2 separate regions of the Sus scrofa genome follow, and region 1 is linked to region 2. Evidence: chromatin contacts called from public promoter capture Hi-C data. All regions are on one chromosome and are shown on one strand. The core of a region is the stretch at or near the end of the contact, and the rest is flanking DNA. Distances in the headings are between cores, read along the strand shown.

Region 1 (4,154 bases), core at 629-3,128, 280 kb after region 2:
CATCTGCAGGTGTGTGGGGTTTGCTACAAAGAAGGTGTGCGCTGCGGCCACGGCCAGGTCCAGCTTCTTGAGCTGAGAATCGAGAAGGATGAGGGAGTCAGCCCTGAGGTGGGGGGGTCAAACTCTGCCCCCTTCCCAGCCTGCCCACCCCAGATGCCCCTGGCACTGCCCAAGAGCCTTCAGAACAGCCCACCTCCCAATCTCCAGACCCCCAGTATGTTGGGACAATCAGGAGTCTGGTAGCTAAGAAGAAGGGGTCTGAAGAATGGAATGGGTGGGATATGGGCAGAGGGATCTGGGTTTGAAGTCTGGGAGATAAGGTGGAAGTAATGGCTGAGTGACATGGGGACATGGGGCTGACCTGAGCGACCAGCAAAAGCCGCAGGTCTCTAGGACCCTGGGCTGAGGTGTGGGTGACCAGCGCCCCCCTTCCCCGGCCACGTAGGCATTAGTAGGCAATAGCTACCGTACCAGTAGCTGCGCAGTGTCCACTGCCCCCGCCCCCAGGACACCGGGCCCCTCAGCCCTGCCTCCCTCTTCTTACTTTGCCGAAGCTCTCTCCTGCCCAGAAGTGGAGGTTCACACTCACCCCCCACCCCCGCCCTCATGCTCTCCAGTCCCTAGCCCCTCCGCCTCGTTCCCAGGAAGGGGCGGCTGTCACCCCACGAAGGTCCCAGTAAGACTTCCTAGAACTCCAGGCCCCTCCGTCTTCTACTTCCACCCCGAGGCAGGACGCCCATTCCAACTTTGCTCCCACTCTCCCGAGGCTGTCCCTCTGCCACCTCGATGGGTGCTTGCCGCGGTTTGATATGAACGACTCCAAGGGAGAGGTCCCATCAGCACGGCCCCACCCGAGTCCGGGCGCTGGCACGCCGCCCCTCCCGGGAGCGGGAGGAGGACAGCAGCTGGGCGGGGGATCCCTGGGGCCGCGCACCTGGTAGTAGGCCCTCTGCAGGTAGTTGTAGGGTTCCCGGCGGCGGAAGGCGTCCCGGAGCGTGCTCCCCACGCGGAGCCGCGCCGCGCCCCCCGGGCCCAGCCTCCGCGCGGCGCACTGGGTCAGGCACTCGGCGCGCCGGAGCGCGGCACGGAGTAGCAGCGGCTCCCAGGCGCCCCGCGCCGCTCCGGGCCCCGGGGCAGCGGCGAGCAGGGCGGGGAGCGCGGCCCCCGGCTCGGCGGCGCAGCGCTCCTGGCAGTCCCGCCGCGCGCGGCCCAGCGCCACCCGGCTCCGCAGCGCCTCCCGCAGCAGAGCCACAGCCGGCGCCCAGGCCCCGGCCGCGTAAGCGCGCAGCCCGTCGGCGTAGAGCAAGTCGGGGGCCTGAGGGGGCGCCCCCGGGGACAGCGGGGCCAAGCCGGGGGGTTCGGGGGACCCCGGGGGAGGCAGCAGCAGCAGGAGCAGCAACAACCAGAGGAGCCGGAGCATCGTGTCAGAGCCGCCGGCCGGCTGCCCGAGGGAACTGCGGGAGCCGAGAGGGAGAGGGAGGAAAGGGGGAAGGGAGAGGGAGGGGAAAGGAAGGAGAGATGGAGAGGAGGGAGGAGAGGAAGAGGGGAGGAAAGAGCGGCACCGACCGGCGCTGATGGAGCCGAGACAACCCTGGGAGAGGCCGGTCTGGGAGACAGGAGTCAGAGAACGCCTGGCAGAACGTGGTGAAGCGGGCTTTAGGATAAGCGAGGTGGCAGGGACGAGAAACAGACCGTGGAGCGAGCGGAGCCGATGGCTGGCACTGGAGCAGGCCTAAGGCACCCTGAGGAGCCTCTTAGGACTCCGGACTCCAACTCCAGAGGCCCTTGGGGCGGGAGTACCTACTGCAGCAATGTTCCCCTCCAGCCTAGAGTCCAGGAAAGGGAGCGTGCCTGCCTCCCACACACCCAGCCACCCACGCAGGCTTTTGGAAAAAGAGCTTTAGAATGCAGCAGGGGGGAGGATAAACTCCAGGCCTGTGACACCAAGTCTGCCCAAACCCTTTCCTGCCCAGAAAGTGGGCACACACAGATTTGGGAAAAGGAGGCAAGCTGAAGCATGGGAGGTAGAGATGTCCTGTAAAACCACCCCTACGATCTCAACAAATATCCTTCACACCCAAAACCAGCAAGCTCAAGAGTCTCCCCATACCCCCCACCCCAGCAGGAGATGCCCTCCTAAGCCTGTCTCTGTGTTGTCCGCGTGTCTCTCTTCCTCTGTGTATATTTCTGCGCCTCTGTCCACTGTCTCTGCTCTGTTTTGTCCTCTCTGAGCCATTCCACTCCCCAAGCCTCTGACCATCCCCTTTGCCACCACAGCACACTGGACACAGAGGTTTTCATGGTAACACTTCAGACTTTAATACATTTTGCTAGGGATGACGGAAGGTGAGCTGGGCATCCGGTGACGGGATGACAGCAGGAGTTCCAGGGCCCCCGATCCAGCCCATCTCCTTAGAGTCTGGAGGCAGCCGCCTTAGGCTCAGGTATAGAACGAGGTGTTACCCACCCAGCCCCACCTCCTCTCAGTCCAGCAGGCCCACTTGGGCTCAAAGGGTCAGCTGGGGGAAGATGGGGTTACCTGGGCCCCAGGATCCTCCCCAAGCTCGTGCGCCCCCCTCACCTCCTGTCAGGGAGCAGCGTCGCCCTGCACTTAGGCCCAAAGGAAGTCCAATGGCTCTGCTCTCAGGGGACCCAAGGGAGAGTCGGCGGGGTGAGATGCCCAGGGGCCTGGGCCGGCGAGGAGAGGGCCCCGGCGAGGCAGTCGGAGAAGGCAGAGGCGTCTCGTCAATGAAGGTGGTGATCTCCTCTCGGAAGAAGCCTGGACCCCATGGAGGTCCCCCACCTGACCCCAGAACCCCACCCTCCAGGAATTGGCGGAGGCTGGCCAGCCCCCCACCTTCAGCCTCTTCCTCATCCTCCTCATCCTCCAGCCTTTGTCTCTGTCCCAGGTACTCAGGAGGGCCCCCTAGGGCCCGGCTCTGGGCTGGGAGGACCCGGATGTCATCAGAGGATGACCACTTGTGCAGGAAGGAGCCTGGTGCCCGAGGAGTAGCGAAGATGTTGGTCTCATCATGGGACAGACGGCGGGCCAGAGGGACCTGGGGAGAGGAGGAAGTAGACCCAGAGGTGCTGCAGGGACAAAGGGGGCAGAGGCAGAAACTGAAACGGGGACTCTCTGCAAGTGGCTCCACCCCTACACTTTCGCAAAAAAACGCCTCTGATGGGCGAGCCGGCTTCTGGCAGGTCTGTGCCCTGCAGGCCCGGACTAGGGAGGGATGAGAGACTGCAGAAAAGGAGGGAGGGGATACCCACAGTCGGAGGTGTATGGCCTCGTCCCATACCTGTAAGTAATGGACCCTCTCAAGAGGGGGAAAAAGCATGTGCCTTCCAGGCAGCAGCTTCACTTGGGCGGGGTCCCTGCCCCCTGGTCCTGTGGCCCCGTTGGCATCAAAGCGAACTTTGCACACTCGGCCGTCTGCATAGTCATCACAGCCCCCATCTAGGAGATAAAAGGGGCAGAGTGGTTACAAGCAGGGAATACCCACCCCCCAACCCCCTCATAAAGCTTCCACTCCCTTATAAGTTCCCTGGAGAATCCTCCTGTTCCCATTAGTCTGTAAATTCTAAGAGGAAAGCAAGAGTCGCTAAGGGTCTGTTGCTTCATTGCGGAGCCCCTAGTGATTCATACATACCCACACACTTAATTGAAACAGTTGCCACACCCCCCCCCACCAAGAGCTGTCACCGTATGGTGGGGGTGGGGGGGTGGCGGGGTGGGAGGGGTGTGGATGCCCAGGGGAGAGATCCCTCCGTGCAGAAGGATGCAGGGCTTGTGCATCAGGGAGAGGACTGGGGAGAGGAAAGCAGGGAGTCGGCCCAGGGGTAGCGCAGGCTCTGTCCAGCAGGGGGCACTCCAGGGCAGCCCGTCCCCACAGAAGGGCTGGTAGAAAAGGGCAGGAAAAGGGAGCCGATGCCCAGGAAAGCCAAAGCCCAGGCCCTCCTCTGACCGTCGTCGCCATCCTCCTCGGACATGATAGCCACGCACTGCTCCCACACTGTGCGCACGTCGGCGCGGTAGCGCTCGCAGGACCAGATAAAGGACGGCAGCAGCAGCGTCTGTGCCATGGAACACCACAGCACAGCCAGCACCATCCACGGGGGCGCCGAGTCCGACTTCAGGGAGAAGAAGCTCA
Region 2 (4,420 bases), core at 705-3,204:
GGTGCGGGGCGGGCAGGGCAGGGCCCCCCCCGCGATCGCTCTCCCCTGGGAGCCTCAAGCCCGCTTATCCACCTTGGGGGAGGGTTGCAGGGACTGCCCGAGGAGGGAAGGCAAGAGCGCCAGCAGTGGGGCCGAGATCGAGAGGAGCCTGACGCCCGCTCTAGTCCATAGAGCAGACCCGGGCAGACCCCAACCTTGGTGGCTGAGGTGGGGGACTTGCAGTGGCTTCTCCTTCGCTCTGGAGCCCCGCGTCCTCACTCTCTCTCTCATTCCCACCCCATCCCCGCTACTGCAGGATGACGTCAGCACCGCCGGGCCGGGACTGATGGAGCCGCCGACCAATGGGGCGACTGGGGGGGCCAGGTGCTGCAGGGGGGGAGGGAACCAATGGGACTGGGGAGCAGGGGCGGGAGGATGTGTTAGGGCTTTTTCCCCTGACTGCATTTTGGGGGAGCCAGGGAACTGCGGGGGCTGGGGAGGAAGAGGGGGTGGGGAAAAAAAGAGGGACATGGGGAGCCTCGAGAAGCCAGAAGCCCCGGGGGTGGGGAGAGGAGACGTCAACGGGGACCCGAGGGAGGCGAGGAGGGACAGTATCCACGTCACCCCACAGCCACCACCCCCAACTCTGCACTAACCTCTTTTCACAGCCCATTCCATCCCTGCTATGTGTGCCTCCTGGGAACAGTGAAGTAAACCCCACAGCCTTGAGCCCCCAGAGATGCTAGCATTTCAGCTGCCAACCCCAGGTCTCTGGGGAAGCCACCGGGTGGTCAGCAAGGTCAGAGACAGGGGGACAGAGGTCTGGGACTTGAGGAGATGTGAGATGTTTGTGCTCATCCCCCACCCACCCCCAACACACACACACACACACACAAACACACACACCTGTCAGGGCAGTTCACCTCTAGGTGGAATTTTTCCCATGGCCTACTCTCTGCCTCCCTCTCCCTGAATTTCCCACCTTAAACCATGAAGAACCAGCCCTGTGGGTTCTGAAGCTGAGGACGTCGGTAGGTTTGAGAGGCAGAGAAGAGGTGTGCGTGGCGGGGAAGGGAGTTGGTGGTGGGGCACACACCCTCCATGGCAATTACCTCTGGTACATGGGCGGTCCAGGAGCCCCAGACAGGGGCAGGTCATGGCATCAGCAGTGACTCCAGAGGGGGAGGGAAACCCCTGGGTTTGTAAAATTCTCCAGAACAGCCAAACCAACTCCTCCCTCACCTCTGCTCCAGACTTTGAACTCAGCAGCTCATCAGGCTGCGGTCAGCTCCCTCTGCAGTTTCTCTGCTTCCCTCCCAATGAAGTATGTAGGACATTCTCTCTACAGGACAGAGTCTGGAATGCCAGCACTGGGGCCCCAGCTCAGCGAAGCCGGCAGAAGGTGCTGTGGGGGCCAGCACTCTAGAATTTTCTCCACTGGGGCTCCCGGCCAGCTGGCTTGCCTCTCTCCTTCCCCTCCCCTCCTCCCCCTCACACCTTTCAGGATCCCTGACTCAGCCCCAGGATCTCAAGACGTTGTTAGGACTCAACCCTGAGTGAGTCTGGAAGAGTCCCTACTCCACACAACCAGACCAGCTTCCTCCCAGATGAGGCTGCCCCTCGGGGTTCGAGAAGGTTCCCAAGCCTGCCAGAAATGGGCTGGAAGCCAACACGGAGCTTCAGAAAGGCTCCTGTCCTGCCTGCCGCATAGCCTCAGACCCTCGTCCAGGTTCCTTCCTCCGGAAAAGCCGAGGTCAGGCACAGCCTTGCCAAGTCCCTGCCCCTCCCTCGGGGCTGCAGACGTGAGCCTCACTCACTCATCGTCGGGGGTGGAGGAGGGGGAGCTGGTGGAGGAGGGGGAGCTGGTGGAGCTCTTATTGCAACAGGGCCCCAGGTCTATAAAAACCCCGGGAGCACAGACCTTTACATGGGCTGCCTCTGTGTGTGCTGGGAGGCTGGCCTGGCGTCCCCCAGCCTCCCCTGTCAGACAACACTCCCTCCCTCCTCACTCTGGCTCCTACACCCTCCTGAAGCCTTGACCTTGGCCAGCCTGGACGATGCCTCCCAACCTCACCGGCTACTACCGCTTTGTCTCACAGAAGAACCTGGAGGACTACCTGCAAGCCCTGAGTAATGGCCTCACCCTTCCCCAAACCCTTTCTCTCCCCTTCTCTCCTCTCCCCTCCAGCCTCCCGTCCCACTGAGGTGCAGGGGAGGCAGGTTGGACAGCGTGGAAAGGCTCAGGTGCTGGAGCTGAACTTGGGGCCCTTTTCTAGACAGGGGCGTTGCTTGGAGGGAGTAAATGCACAGCCCCAGACCCAGCTGAGGGGCCGCTCCCAGCCCCAGGCTGCTGCCGTGGGTTGGGGGGCACCCCTGGCCGGCTGGCCAAGAGGACCCTTGCTAAGAGACAGCCCCCACAGACATCAACTTGGCTCTGCGCAAGATCGCGCTGCTGCTCAAGCCGGACAAGGAGATCGACCATCGGGGCAACCACATGACCGTGAAGACCCTGAGCACCTTCCGAAACTACGTGCTGGAATTCGAGGTGGGGGTGGAGTTTGAGGAGGACCTAGGCATCGTGGATGGACGAAAGTGCCAGGTAACTTGCTCAGGCTTGTGGGGAGGAGCAGGGGGGTCTCTTAACCGTCTGGGGCTGAACAAAGTAGCCTCTCCCAGCAGCGGGGGGTGGGGGGGTGAGTGGGTGATGACACAGCAGGCTGTGGGATCCCTAGGCTAACAGGCTCCTGCTGTTACTCACCCAGGCCCACTCCCTCCCTCCTCCTCTCTCCTGCCCCCTCTTAGCACCAGCCAAAAGGACAAAAAGGGCAGGCCACCCTCAGGCCAAGAGCAAACATGTGCTCACCCTCTCACCTGTGACCCTGTGGACCCACAGCATCTTTGCCCCCAGCTTCTATCCCTCCACTCCCATGCAGCTCTTTCTGCTTCTTACATGTTCCTTCGCAGACCCTAATTCCCCTCTTCATGCTGTAAACTGGAGTTTCCCCCAGTATTTTGTTCTTGACTTTCTCTTGCCTGTGTAGCATCCATGGGCTAAATCATCTACACCCATGTAGATGTGTTCGGTTACCATCTATAATCTCCCCCGGGCATGGATTCTCCAGCCAGAGGTACCACCTGTGCCCCAGGGTCAAGTTTCAACTGCCTGCAAAATGTTTCCATCTGCATGTCCCAAGGTCAAACCCAAAGGGGTTATCTTCCTACATGAATCTATTCCTGCTTTTATAGTTACTGTTTCCGTCAATCACAATGACCAGCAGGACCAAAGCATAGAAGTCACAGTCATTATCTTGTATTCTCTTACCTCTGTGCTCCCCACACACACATGCTCACACAAGCATGCACATGTGCATCCTTATAACCTTTATATGTGCAACCTTCATAACGTTTCTGTGCTATCCAATATGGTAGCTCCTAGCCATACATAGATATTGAACTTTTGAAATGTACCTGGTCCAGCTTGAGATGTGCTGTCACTATAAAACACATACTGGGATTTTAAAGACAATCCCCCAAAACGTATAAGACGTTGCAGGAATTTTTGTATCGATTACATGCAGAAATAACAATTTGGGGGATGTTTTAGTTTGAATAAAAGATATTATTAAAATTAATTTCACCTGTCTCTTTACTTTTCTAACATCAATTGGAAATTTTTAAAATTATATGTGTGGCTTGCATCTAGGACCCATTCTATTTCTCTTGAGCATCACACGTGTATGTGGCTTTTATTGGTTTCTTCCTGGTCTTTCTCACTATCATCACCTCAACTCAGGTCCTCATTTTCCTCTGGTCCCCAAACTGGTCCCTAGTCTTGACCCTCCTCTAATTCACTCTGCCTACTGTCACCACAAGGCTCTAAAATGTAAAAGTGACCATATCATCCCCTGACTTAAACTCTTGCTGTGACAATCTCTGACATTCCAGGTAAGGTCCATATGCTCCACACAGCATCCAAGGGTCTCCCCATGAACGCACCAGGTTACAGCCCTTACAACTACCTGTCCTTCTGTCTTCTTCTTCTTCTGCTTCTTCTTCTTTTTTTTTTTTTTTTTTTTTTTTTTTTTTTTTTTTTTTTTTTTTTTTGGTCTTTTTGCCTTTTCTAAGGCCAGTCCCGTGGCATATGGAGATTCCCAGGCTAGGGGTCTAAGCAGAGCTGTAACTACGGGCCTATGCCAGAGCCACAGCAACGCAGGATCCGAGCCGAATCTGCAACCTACACCACAGCTCACAGCAACGCCAGATCCTTAACCGACTGAGCAAGGCCAGGGATCGAACCCACAACCTCATGGTTCCTAGTCGGATACGTTAACCACTGTGCCTCGAAGGGAACTCTCTGTCCTTCTTTCTTACCTCTATGCTGTTCCTTTCCTTGCCAGAAAGTGCCCATTATCTCCAATCTGATTAACTCCTCACTTCATTG

What was found. Promoter capture Hi-C pulls out the DNA fragments that hold promoters and counts their contacts.
Region 1: a contact with region 2 is called in a promoter capture Hi-C map of fetal liver, with 4 times the contacts expected there. The contact joins the promoter of P3H3 here to the promoter of RBP5 in region 2. A contact is called at or near these places in 1 of 5 promoter capture datasets (fetal liver), 1 of 47 Hi-C or Micro-C datasets (skeletal muscle) and 1 of 2 datasets of contacts at active chromatin or transcription factors (alveolar macrophages).

Annotation. Positions count from the first base shown.
Region 1 is chr5:63,883,416-63,887,569 of Sscrofa11.1, forward strand. P3H3 (prolyl 3-hydroxylase 3) reads right to left here and starts at 1,879. Exons shown (of 14, transcript XM_005652597.3): 1 at 935-1,879; 2 at 1-72. The coding sequence starts at 1,420. It overlaps GPR162 (probable G-protein coupled receptor 162), which reads right to left. Exons shown (of 5, transcript XM_013987412.2): 3 at 3,969-4,154; 4 at 3,303-3,460; 5 at 2,295-3,059. The coding sequence ends at 2,508.
Region 2 is chr5:63,599,228-63,603,647 of Sscrofa11.1, forward strand. RBP5 (retinol binding protein 5, cellular) reads left to right here and starts at 1,955. Exons shown (of 4, transcript NM_001145223.1): 1 at 1,955-2,109; 2 at 2,400-2,578. The coding sequence starts at 2,037. The region is part of intron 1 of CLSTN3 (calsyntenin-3); the gene reads right to left.